Regions from separate parts of the Zea mays genome. Here region 1 is linked to region 2. A link is a contact called in public Hi-C data. All regions are on one chromosome and are shown on one strand. The core of a region is the stretch at or near the end of the contact, and the rest is flanking DNA. Distances in the headings are between cores, read along the strand shown. Region 1 holds the start of LOC100284170 (charged multivesicular body protein 2a). Region 2 holds the start of LOC100276011.

The links. Hi-C and Micro-C count contacts between places; a contact is called where the count stands out from the background.
Region 1: a contact with region 2 is called in a Hi-C map of root tip, with 5 times the contacts expected there. The contact joins the promoter of LOC100284170 here to the promoter of LOC100276011 in region 2. A contact is called at or near these places in 2 of 25 Hi-C or Micro-C datasets (root tip and tassel).

Annotation. Positions count from the first base shown.
Region 1 is chr5:18,162,829-18,169,212 of Zm-B73-REFERENCE-NAM-5.0, forward strand. LOC100284170 (charged multivesicular body protein 2a) reads left to right here and starts at 3,846. Exons shown (of 11, transcript NM_001157066.2): 1 at 3,846-4,060; 2 at 4,485-4,529; 3 at 5,061-5,095; 4 at 5,648-5,698; 5 at 5,787-5,891; 6 at 5,984-6,055; 7 at 6,189-6,260. The coding sequence starts at 4,027.
Region 2 is chr5:18,016,504-18,022,496 of Zm-B73-REFERENCE-NAM-5.0, forward strand. LOC100276011 reads left to right here and starts at 3,521. Exons shown (of 3, transcript NM_001149905.1): 1 at 3,521-3,730. The coding sequence starts at 3,612.

The sequences.
Region 1 (6,384 bases), core at 2,596-5,095, 150 kb after region 2:
CATTGATTTAACTTCACTTTTATATGACAAGAATCTTATGATGTGTATGCGTTCACTCTTATTAGTATGATACACGTTCTTTTTGTCAAAGATTACTGAGTATAACTAACCATCCCTTCTATTGACAGAAACTTCAAAACAAACTACTCTCACAAAACTTGTAGGGTTGTCATCAATCACCAAAAAGGGGGAGATTGAAAGCATCTAGGCCCCTGGTTGGTTTTAGTGATTAATGACAACATAGTATTATATGTGACTAACGTATGTTTTGCAGAGACAAATGGTAAGTTAGATCACATGACAGGTAGAAGTACTACAACGGTGAAAACAATCCCGGAGATAAGAACTCGAAGCGACGGCTAAAACGACGAAACAAAAGGCGAAGGTCTACGGAGTCCGAGTGTCAAGGAGATGTGGACACTCGCGATTTAGTTAGGTCTTTTATTCTCTTTTAGCCGTACTATAAAGAGGGGTTGTCGATGAGTAGTTTGACCAAGAGAGTTCTAGTGTAGTGTTGGTGCACAATCACACTCACATACAGTGCTAGGTGTCACTCTAGAACTCACTCACAAGTTAGAACGAAAACCGATTTGAAAATCAGCTGAAAATCAAGAGTTAGGGTTTTCTGGCCCTGGGGCACCGGACTGTCCGGTGTGCACCGGACTGTCCGGTGCACCCTCTGCCAGGTGGGGCCTGGCTGGCCCGGGGAAGATCCTTCTCCATCCATAAACCCGAGAGCGCAGGTTTCAGAGATGAATTTTAGTGACGCACCGGACAGCGCACCGGACATCGCACCGGACTGTCCGGTGTGCCATGAGTCCAACGGCTAGCTGTCAGAACTAGCCGTTGGAAACGACCGTTGGCACACCTGTGGCGCACCGTTGGCGCACCGGACTGTCCGGTGCGCCAGTGCGCAGAAAGTTGCCTGTAACGGCTAGTTGGTGGGTGAGGGCTATTTATACCCCTTCCACCCACCATATTCAATGTCTTGCACTCCACATTTATTCTAGCACATTGCTAGAGCATTGCAAGCACCAAAAGCCTAGTGAGGAGATTAGAGAATCTTAATCCGCGTTTGTTCCTCATTAGCGCTAGCGAGAGCCACCTAGAGCACACATCACTTGCATTAGGCTTCTCTTGGTCAAGCGAAAGTCTACGACTTGTTACTCTTGGTGATCGGCATCACCTAGACGGCTTGGTGGCGTTGGGAGCTCGGTGATCACCGTGAAGATCTTGTTGGTGACCCGACTCAAGTTTGTAAGCGGTCTCGAGGGATCCACCGCGCCGGAGTGGCAAAGGATCATCTCGTAGTGAGCACTTGGTTCTTGCGAGGACCAAGGGGGAGCGATACCCTTGCGCGGGTGCTCCAACGAGGACTAGTGGAGAGTGCCGACTCTTCGATACCTCAGGAAAAAATTGGAGGAGTCTTCTAAACCTTGCTTTACATTCCGCACTTAATTCAAGCACTTTACATTGTGTATTTGTTTAGCAAGTATTTGAAGTATTGTCTTAGCATTGTTGCATTTCTAGTATTATATTCTTAGTGCTAGTAGTTGGGGTGAAGTTGGGCTCTTGCTTAGCTCTTGCTTAGGTTTTAATTAGTGTTGATTTTTAGAAAAGCCCAATTCACCCCCCTCTTGGGCATCGTGATCCTTTCAGGCATGAGTGAGAGAGAGGGGACGACAGGGACACATGGAGGTGGAGGGCGGAGGGCGGAGGACGACAGGGACACATGGAGGTGGAGGGCGGAGGGGTCACATGTGAGGTGGAGGATGAAGGATGATACACATAATATTTTTATTAGATTGGAGTAAGGGAGATGGCAGAGTTATCTAGTGATCTAAATCATTGGTGTTTGATGACGTGTTAAGTCTACATGTAATTTATTTGATAGATTTACTAGTGGTTATGAGTGTTGGGGTAATTTGGTTGGATGAGTTTTGTAAAGTTTAAATTGATAAATTATATAGTGGTATATATAAAAATGATATAGTTGTGTCCTTAATAGGGCCTTACATACATCTAGCCTTGCTCTAAGGGAGCAACATGTCAGGTGTATATGGGCCTTGATACATACAATGCATATACAACAAAGACGTATATGCATCTAATATGCTTCCTAGGCCTGGGCAAAAAGAACTGGAACCGAGGAACCGAACCGAAATAACCAAGAACCGAAACCGAACTAACCGAACCGAAGGAACCGTTATGAAATTCGGTTCTGATTTTTTTTAGAATCGAAATAAATGAGATATTTTCGGTTCTGCACTCCAAAGAACCGAAAGAACCGAAAAAACCAAAAGTATTAGATTCAATTTGTTACATGTGTTTGTAGCTTCGGATGTTGTTTTATCAACTTATGTTGAACCTCTAATCATCCATATATTATCAATAAAATTATGGTCATTGTGCACTTGTGGTTGTTTGTGTGGAGATGTTGCTGAAATTTCTAACAAAAGTTGTCGTTATTTAGAATTTTAGAGTGCCTGTTACAGTTCGGTTAGAACCGAGGAACCAAACTGAAGAACCGAGAACCGAACTAGTCGGTTCTGGTTTCTTTATCTTGCTATTTCGGTTCTAGTTTTCGAAGAACCAAATTTCTATAAGAATCGAGGAATCGAACCGAACCGAAGAACCGAACGCCCAGTATTGCTTCCTGGCTAATCACCAAATTGCGAGTTATAGACGTTTGATGAGCAGCATATTTGATGTAAAAAAAAAGAGATCGTTCAAGTGATCGTTGGTGTAAAAAAGAGAGCATTCGAGTGATCGTGCTAGAACTGTCGCGCGCAGTGAATTGTCGTGACAAAATTCATTTCCAAACTCAGTGGATTTCATGTACACACCAATAAATACTCATCATATGAGCCTCTAGATTGACTCGACTACCCCGCGAGAATCCCACGACGCCGGCGACGGCCTCCACGACGCTCTGTCCGCGCCGTCGTGGTGAGCGACGATGCGGTGGCCGCCGCCGACAGCCGCGGTGTAGCAACCTGCTTGATCCACGACTTCAGGGAACGGGCTGGTCCTCCGCCGCTCCTCGTCCTTGAGCAGCTCCGCAAGGCTGTCTACAATACTGATGGTTGCAATGCAGTGGTGAAACAACTAAACTAAAATAATAAAATTTATGTATAGTTAGGATCATAAATGGATTATGAAACATTTTCTTATAACAATATAACACATATTTTGTATATAAGTTATCGTGATATTATATGTTTCTGTTACAACGCACGTGCACCCACCTAGTTAGAATATATGTCCTTTGTTATTAATATAAAACATTATCTCTGATACATATTGTCATGTGTAAAAATTATTATATGTACATCAAAATAAATATATTTGTAACAATGAGTGATCTCTTTATAAGATAATTATTTATTTTTATCATTAATTATTACACGAAAACAACATCATATGAAAGTCTAACGGGTCTCCGCTAGAAATCAAGAGAGAGATTGTTTTCCATTCCTGTTTACCCATCATTTTCCGTTTACATCTGTTTACATCTTTGTAGAGAAAGAAACTTCTCTATAATCATTATCTAACTAACTCAGAAATTCCTCGCGGGAATCGAGGACGGGAACCATTGCCATCTCTCCTAGGCACGGATCCAATCCCAATGCGCTGGCGCGCGGGTCTCTCTTCCCGCACACCCCTTGGAATTCCTCCACTGAGATTTGGGTCCCACGCTTACGTGGATCCCATGCTCCATGTCTGAAGCTTGAAGGGGGCCAGGTGCCGCCGTGTAGCGTCGCGCGTTGTTTTTCCGTCCGCAACGGCTAGCGAAGCCTGGAGTGACCTAAAAGCTGGGCTGGGTCGGCAACTGACTGACAAGTGAAAATACCCGTTGGGCTCGGCTCGCGCGGCGCCGTCCTCTCCCACTCTCTACGCACGAACACAGCACGCGCCGCACCCCGCTCTCTCTCTCCTGCGTTCCCATCTGCGGCGGGGAGTGAGCACATTGAGGACGGTCTACTCCTCGTTCGCGTGCGGTTCGTCCCGAGCGATCCGGCAACCATGAACATCTTCAAGAAGAAGGTCGACCCCAAAGGTGCGGCTACTCACTCTTTGATTTCCTTTGTCGCGGGAGGGTGGTGACTGGTCTGGTGTCCCTTTAGGTTCGTGGATCCGCGAGAAATTTGGGGGGTTATCGCCGCCGTTTTATTCGGTGCTCACTGCTGCTTAGCTTCGATTATTCGCGGGGTGGAAGTGCCGTCTCCGCCGCCCGAACTCCGCAGGCGAGGTTCTCGATGGATTTCTGCCTCCGCCAGACCTGGAGGGAGGCCAGCCTGGTTGGGGTTAGGGTTTTAGGGCAACTTGTGCGCTTCTGTGTGAGGAGCGGTCGAGTGGAGGAGTCAAGCGTTCCGTTATGCGTTGCGGATTCTCCGGGAACTCGTTGGGGGGCAAAATGCGGATCACAAGCTTCGTGTGCTGAACGCACTGCTGACGAGTTGCTGTTTGTTTGTCACTTGCAGAGGCTCTCAGGACCAGCAAACGTGAAATGGCGGTCGCCACGCGGGGTGAGCAACCGAGCACTGCTGACCAATTGTTTGCCACTGCTGATGATTTACTGTTAGTAGACTATTAGTTCGCATTGCTACCCAGGCATCGTGGAAAAAGAATTCAGGAATCGCTGGCACATTTGCTAGTCGACATGTGTGTTATATTGAACCAGACTAGCACATGTTCATGAATCTGGAATATAGGTGGATATCTCATAACTTATATTGTTACAGGTTTGGCATATCAAATTACAGTAGCTCTTCGATTTAAAGAATGACGCTTAGGTAGCAGACCTTTTAGCCTTTATTTAATTTTGCTCTCAGTGATGCTAATGAATCCAGCAATCGCTACCATGTTTGCTACTGGATCTTTGTTATATTGAATCAGATCAGCAAAATATCATAAATTTGGTAAATCAATTGGTATTTGATAGTTTCTCTTGTTATAAAGTTCAGATTTAGATGACAGCAGCCCTTCAGTTCAAAATGAGGCTACATAATTTGCAATGCTAATTTTCTGACATCAACTCTCTATTTTACATCTTTTAGGAGTTGAGAGAGAGATTGGTTCCCTGCAAATGGAGGTATGCAGTATGTGCTGTTTGAAACATTTTAGTATAAATTTGAGTGGAGGCATGAAGTGGTTGTGTTAAATGTACCATTGTCTGTTATTCACGGTGCAGTTTTTACTACTACAGTATCCTGTGTTCTTGGAATGACTTGCTGATATCTATGTTCTGACATAATACTGTGTCTACCAAGCTCTAGCCACAATCTAGAAGCAGAAGCTAACCATCCTGAGGCCCCTAGCTAGCTTTCTCATGTGGTCCGAGGTGTGGAGTGCAAAACAAATCTCTGGCCTAGAGGGAGTGTGATACATGTAGTGTTGCTGTCTTGGGCAACTGTTTTTTATTGGTTTATTTCTTAACTTCCCCTACTCTAGCAAATTTGTTTATCTGTTTCTAGGGTACATGGGGCTGCCTTTAATATTTGTTTATTGTTTGTGGACTTCCCTTACTAGAAGTAGAAGCCACAGCGTGGCATGTCAACTTATGGGCCCAGCAGGTTGCCATGCGACCTATCTATGTGCAAGTTGTATTGTCTGGTGTTGGTAATTCCATAGTGTCATTATGCAGGAGAAAAAGCTGGTTGCAGAGATAAAGAAGACTGCCAAGACTGGAAATGAGGTGAGTCTATTAGGAAGTTGAGGGAGATCGGTAGTCTCCAGTTCGCTTTGTCCTATGTTCTGATGATAGATGATCTGAATTTCTCAAGGCTGCAACCAAAATATTAGCTCGGCAACTTGTCAGGCTGAGGCAACAAATCCTCAATTTGCAAGGCACACGGGCACAGATTCGTGGAGTAGCTACTCACACACAGGCATGACCACCTTCGTGTTTGACTTTTTTTGAATTTCTGTTCTGATCGTGGACAAGATTAACTCGTGATTAATGCATCCATTCTTTATTCAGGCAATGTATGCTGGCACTTCAATCTCTGCTGGAATGAAAGGTGCAAGCAAAGCTATGTCAGCAATGAACAAGGTAAGAACTAAGATGGAAGACAACCATGTTAGCTGTTATTCAGTGTCAACACACCCTCTTAAGAAAATTTTGATTGTGAACACCTTTTTCGACTGTCTTCTAAGTGGCTTCTATATTTCACTGCACATTTCAGCAAATGGAACCGGCGAAACAGATAAAGGTCATGAAAGAATTCCAGAAACAATCAACACAGTTGGACATGACGGTAATAACATTGACACTGTGCTGGTTTTTGTTTATATTACTTCAAAGTTCAAAGCTCCCTTGTGTCATAGACATGTAACACTTAGTTACTTGCTTAGTTGCCATATACATGAATAAACTAGACA
Region 2 (5,993 bases), core at 2,271-4,770:
ATTCCGAAAAATTCCGAAACCGTTTTCATCGCTAGGTAGAAGAAGAGGCGGGGGCAGCTGTCCGGTTTGTACGCGAGGCGGCAGAAGAGTGAAGAGGCACGGTAGACCCGCAGGCAGACAGGCCGCGTCTTGTCCATGGCAGAGCTTCCCGCCGTTCTGTCTCCAGCCTGCCGGGCCAGCTTTCACTGTTCCAGCGCACCTCTCACTCATCATGATGACTCCTCTGCTGCCCCTTGGTCGTTTGGGTCGGCACGCAAGCGCGGCTGCACCTATACATGTCTAAATGGGCGTGCCGGGCTAACCCGGCCCGGGCACGATTAGGCCCGGCACGAATAGTGCCCGGGCTGGCCCGGCACGCAAACAGTAATGGGCCGTGCCGTGCCCGCCCACGGGCCGGACTTAGAGCCCAAGCACGGCACGGGGACCCTCTAAACGGGCCGTGCCGGGCTTCCAGCCCGGTGGGCTTAAACGTGCCGTGCCGCCCATTAGCCTAGATACCAGTAAAAATCAATTACACAAATTCACAATTACACACATAGATTCTGCCAGCAATTACAAGATCACAAATTCACAATTACACATTCACAATTCACAAGGCAAGATAAAAATTCACAATTACAAGATCACACATTCACAATTACACAAATTCACAATTACAAATTCACAATTCACAAGTACCAGCAAGCTAAAAATGAGAAGGCAAGATAAGTTGAATAATATTGGAGCTGTTAGTGCAATGCTGCCTCATTAAAAACCTTCCTAGGTAAAAACTCACACCTCGTGAGAAAACCCTAGGAAGGAAAAGAGTACAGCCAGCTCCTAATTGTTCAAGTGTTCATTAAGTTCATTACATCAGTAGAAAAGTAAAACATAGCAGACAGAAGTAAACTAAGAAGAGTCCAACCAACTCCTAAGACCTAAGTTGAGGGACCAGTTTCCACATCTTTGTCTTTCCCCCTCTTGTTTGAACTATCTTCAACATCAAGGTACATGTTCTCAAAGGTTGATCTAAGAACAAATCGGAAGAGCAAGAGCACCGAAAAATCACCGACGACCACCACTCACCAGTTTAGGTTTAGGGTTAGGAGAAGCCGAGAAGTAGTCGAACTTACAGACAGGGGGCAGGGGCTATGTCGGCTCACCGGAGCAAGAGGAACACGACAGTCGACGGCCGACGAGCGCAAAGCACGGATCCACGGAGCCACTCCACGAAGGAGATCCAGAGAGGGCGAGTCCGCGAGTGTGACGGAGACGGAGAGGGCGAGGTCGCGAGGGCGAGAGAGGAGACGAAAATGTGGAAGACTGGAATGTGTGCGCGTGCGGGCGGTGCGGCGGACGGGGGAGTCGGGGAGGGATATTTTGATGTGAGCCGGGCTTGGAACGGGCCGTAAGCTTAAACGGGCCGTGCTCGGGCTCCGCCCGACGTGCCCCGACTCAGGCCCAAGCACGGCCCGGGTGTCGTGCCGGGCCGGCCCGAGCCCGTCGCCTTCCGTGCCGTGCCGGGTACGGGTCGAGCCTAACCCGTGCCATGCTTCGGGCTACCCGTTAGGCCCGACCCGTTTGGACATGTATAGCTGCACCGCGAGGTTGCAGTTGCACGCTGCGGTGCCGTGATGTGTGCGCGACAGAGAGCAGGGTCGGCGCCGAGATCCGCCGACGTGAGCGGCGCCGGCACTTGGCAGAGCCCGGGGCATGCGACCAAGCTGCACAGCGGCACGTAGAGTAACAGTACTGTGCTCCGACGGTCTGACCTGTGATGGCACATTGACTGCGTGCCACACTGGAAGTGGAAGCCCTCTGCAGAGTGCAGCCTGCAGGCTCCAGGCTCCAGGCCTGCAACAGCAGTACTACGCTATACGTTGCTGGCTGCTGCAGCGAACCATTGTTTCATGCCTAGCAGGCTAGCACGACTGGACGTACGTGCAGCGCTGCTGTGCCGCTGTCGCAAGGGTGCGTGCGTGCTGTGGCTTCAAGCCTTCGCAGTTTGACCTGCAATGTGACGTGACTAGAGCGGCATGTGCTGCTGGCTACGAGTAATAAATTCTGGCACCTTGCCGCGCAGCGCTTTTTTTTTTCATATTGACACTTGCATGCAACGTATAAATTCCATGTTTTCTCTCTCTAACATAGTAAGCTCCATCGTCTCTCAAAAACACACAAGTGATCTCACATATCTTTCTTTTGGTATTTTCTCCTTTTTAAAACTTTTTATGTTTGTATCAACTGAATCTTAAAAAACTGTGGCAAAACATATAAAAAACACAATATACTTTTTTGGACTCCAAGTTAATAGATCTATATAGCGATTGTATATATGGTATGCTTTAGTATTTTTTTGTTGTATCTTAGATCTATATTTTTCTGTGATTAATTTATATTTGTAGTTTTTAAGATCTAGTTGTGGCAAAAAAAAAATTATGACACGCTATTCATTGCATACTTAAGATGTAGTAAAAAATTCATACTCATAGGATGATATATGACTAAATCATGATTTATCTATATTTTTCCTTGTTGAATAGTTTTTGAATAGTTAAAAGTATGTAAAAAATGTGCTTTCTATGCGATGTTCTCTATAATAACATGATTATATTAAGTGTTTATAATATATAACAATAATAATAGTGTTTATAATATATAACAATAACAATAGCGTTTATTATAATATATAACAATAATAACAGTGCACATAGAACATATATTTTATATCTTGCACACTTTGACTGTTTAAAAAACTAGATAAATCTAGATAACTCAATAATACATGATCCAATGAGAATAAAAATTCAACAATAGTTTAAACATGCAATGATTAATTGATTAGATCACCATAAAGATATTTCACCTCAGTTGTACAAAAAAATACAAGTTTAAATTAATTATAAAAAGCATAGATCTAATGCTATAACAATACTTTATACTAAAATATATCATATCATATATTTAGGGCTAGTTTGGAAACCCCGTTTTCTAAGGGATTTCTATTTTTTCAAGAGAAATTAGTACATTTTCCCTTTAGAAAATAGGAATACGTTGGAAAAATGAAGTTTCTAAACTAGTCCTTATTACGTAGATCTACCCATGTAAAATTTGACAAAATGATTTTTTAAATTTTTAATATTTCTATGGTTTATTATAATTATTTAAAGATTTAACCGAAATAAACATAAAAAGGAAAGAAAATCCACCGAGGGAAACAACTAGCGAGATACGGGAGGATTTGTGTTCAGTTTTATATTTAAGAAAAAAACTGATTTATTGTGATAGTTGTCTAAGGCAAAATAGACTTTTTATTGAGGGTCTGTGTGGTAATGTAGTTCAAAAAAAATTGGAAAGAGACTATTCATTATCATGGGCCGAACAATGTTTAGGATGGGCCACTTTACAAGCCCAGCGGCTGGTTGCCAGATGGGATGAACTCACATTCCTATCCAGAAACATAGTCCGTTTAGGCCCAAAAGAAGCGGCACCACGAGTCCACGAGGGTCCAACTGATGCTCGGGCTCCCCAATCCCCACCCGGAAAGGCCCAATCGCTCACAGGTTGCAGCGCTTCGACCCTCCTCCGGAGTAATCCACAGCAGCGGTGGGAGCAACAGGGACGGTGGAGACATGGAGGAGCCGCTACCGAAGCCCGCCCCCTCGGCAGCCGCGGAGGAGGTGGCGGAGCGGTTCAGGTCGCTCGTCGACCCCGATGATGTTGCCTCCATCAGGCAGACGCAGCACCTCATGTGAGCTCGCGCACTCCCTTTCTACCCCCCGATCCCGTCGAGCCCTGAATGGTTCAGATGTTCTGATTCATCAGTACTACTGCTGCGACTTTCAGTTGCTGTGCCTAGCGTGTTAGGGGATGTTTGAATACACTAGAGCTAATAGTTAGCGGCTAAAATTAGTTGGAGACATCCAAATCCTTAGCTAATAGTTTAACTATTAGCTATTTTTAGTAAATCAGTTAATAGTTGGCTAGCTAATTTCACTAGAATTTTTTAGCCAACTAGATATTAGCTCTAGTGCATTCAAACACCCCCTTAATTAAGATATTTTTGGGTAATTCCTCAATAGATTCACCAATCAACCACCTATAGTAAATTAGTAACCTGTTGCTTCCATGCCTGACGATGATTCATCATCTAAAGTGTGTGCTGACATGTGCTGCCCTTATTACTCTGTGCCTTTTGTTTCTCTGGGAAATATTTCCTAGGTGCAAATTTTCACATGGACAACCCAGTCCTGGTAGCTCCTACATGAGTAGGATCTGGCAAAGGAATAACTGAGGCTAGACTTGCCCCACATTTTGCAAACTTGGGACTTTTTTCTGTGGAAAGGCTTATCGCTACTATGTCAGACCTGTCCTTCATATGGATCCAGATCCTTGTGTATACCTCACAGTTAAACGATTGTTCACCATGACGCTTAAGCCATGGTTATCATGGCACCACGGTGAGGCAGTTCCAGCCTAGGCAACCATTTATCCAGTAGCAAGTAAACGACATATATGATACATCAAATACTAGCACTAGCAAATAAAATATAGGCCCAACAAGTAGCAAGCAACTATATATGTCCAGCAAATACACGATAAACCGGATAACTGATAAATATGGCATACTGCCCTAAACCCATAAGGCCTAACGATATCTAAGTACATCTCATTTATGCCGCCCACATCCTCATCACTTGCAGTTGCAATAACTTCATCATCTGTATCAAGAGCTTGGCCATAAGTCATCCTCAACATATAGATCATCAGGAGCAACAAAGTCAATTTCAGCTTCTTCCTCTTCTCCAAGTAGCAAACCGATCCTTGCTCACTTGACACCGTGTCCAGATCGTGGCACTGTGTGTCACCAAGGGCTTGCCGATCCGACCCTTGCCATTTAACACCACACTGGGGTTCCAATATTGCGTGCATTGCTAAGAGGGTTATGCCCTAATGGATTTTGTTCAGGTTTCATCTCCATTAGAATGGCTAGGCTTGGTTTAATATTGGCTCGCCAAGCTTGTCAAAACCCTCCTACTTTACTAGGACTTGGGACCTGCTATCTTGAGGCATCATAGGCAGAGTTAAAAGCTACATATCTAGAAAAAGGCAAAATATACTTAGGAATGGAGTATTAGTTACAATCCTCGCGAAAGGACCTCTAGCGTAATGGTTAAGGCTTCCGAGTAGCACCTCCAGGTCCCGAGTTCGATCTCCCTCGGGGGTAAACTCCTGCTTGGTTAAAAAAATCCCCTTGATGTGCCCCGCCCGCTCCCGGGTTACGTCATGCGTGCCACCCTATGGTTGGGTCGTTGCAGAGTGGGCGGTGACGGCTCGCTAGTGGTTGGGGGGCCAGGGTTCGGGGATTTTCTCAGCCGGGACCATGTTTCGGTCTCTTCTTAATATTTTTTTTCTCGAAAAACGCAGGAGAAATGCTCCTCATTTTATTAAGTAAGAAGAAATAGGGTCGGAAAAGGACCCGAATACAGGACCTCCTTATGGAGGCCAGAAACAAGCATAAAGGAAACAATCCATACACAACTAAAAGATACAACTTATCTCAGGCATTGGTACTGGGAGCAGCTAAAAAGGAAAGACCCTTAGCTCCTGCAACCATCCATTTCTCCCTTTCCTCAGCAGTGGCCTCTAATAGTGTAGTGATATTTGGGGGAGACCCATCAAACACCACTCTGTTTCTGAACTTCCAGATCATCCAGGCTCCCAGAATCAAAAGTGAATTTACCCCCTTCTTGGTCATGCCTGACACAATATCAGCAATACGTTTCCACCACTGCAGGAAGTTTGTGTCATCTTGGATAGGGGCAAGAATGTGGAGCCCGAATTTCCGAAGAGTGATGTACCAATATAATCTGGAAAAGCTACAAGAAACCAAAAGATGGTTGATGGTTTCAGGCTCTTGGTCACAAAGAGGGCATCTAGGAGGATGTTTTAGTCCTCTTTTTTCAAGTCTGTCTGCAGTCCAACACCTATTATGAGCCACCAGCCAAAGGAAG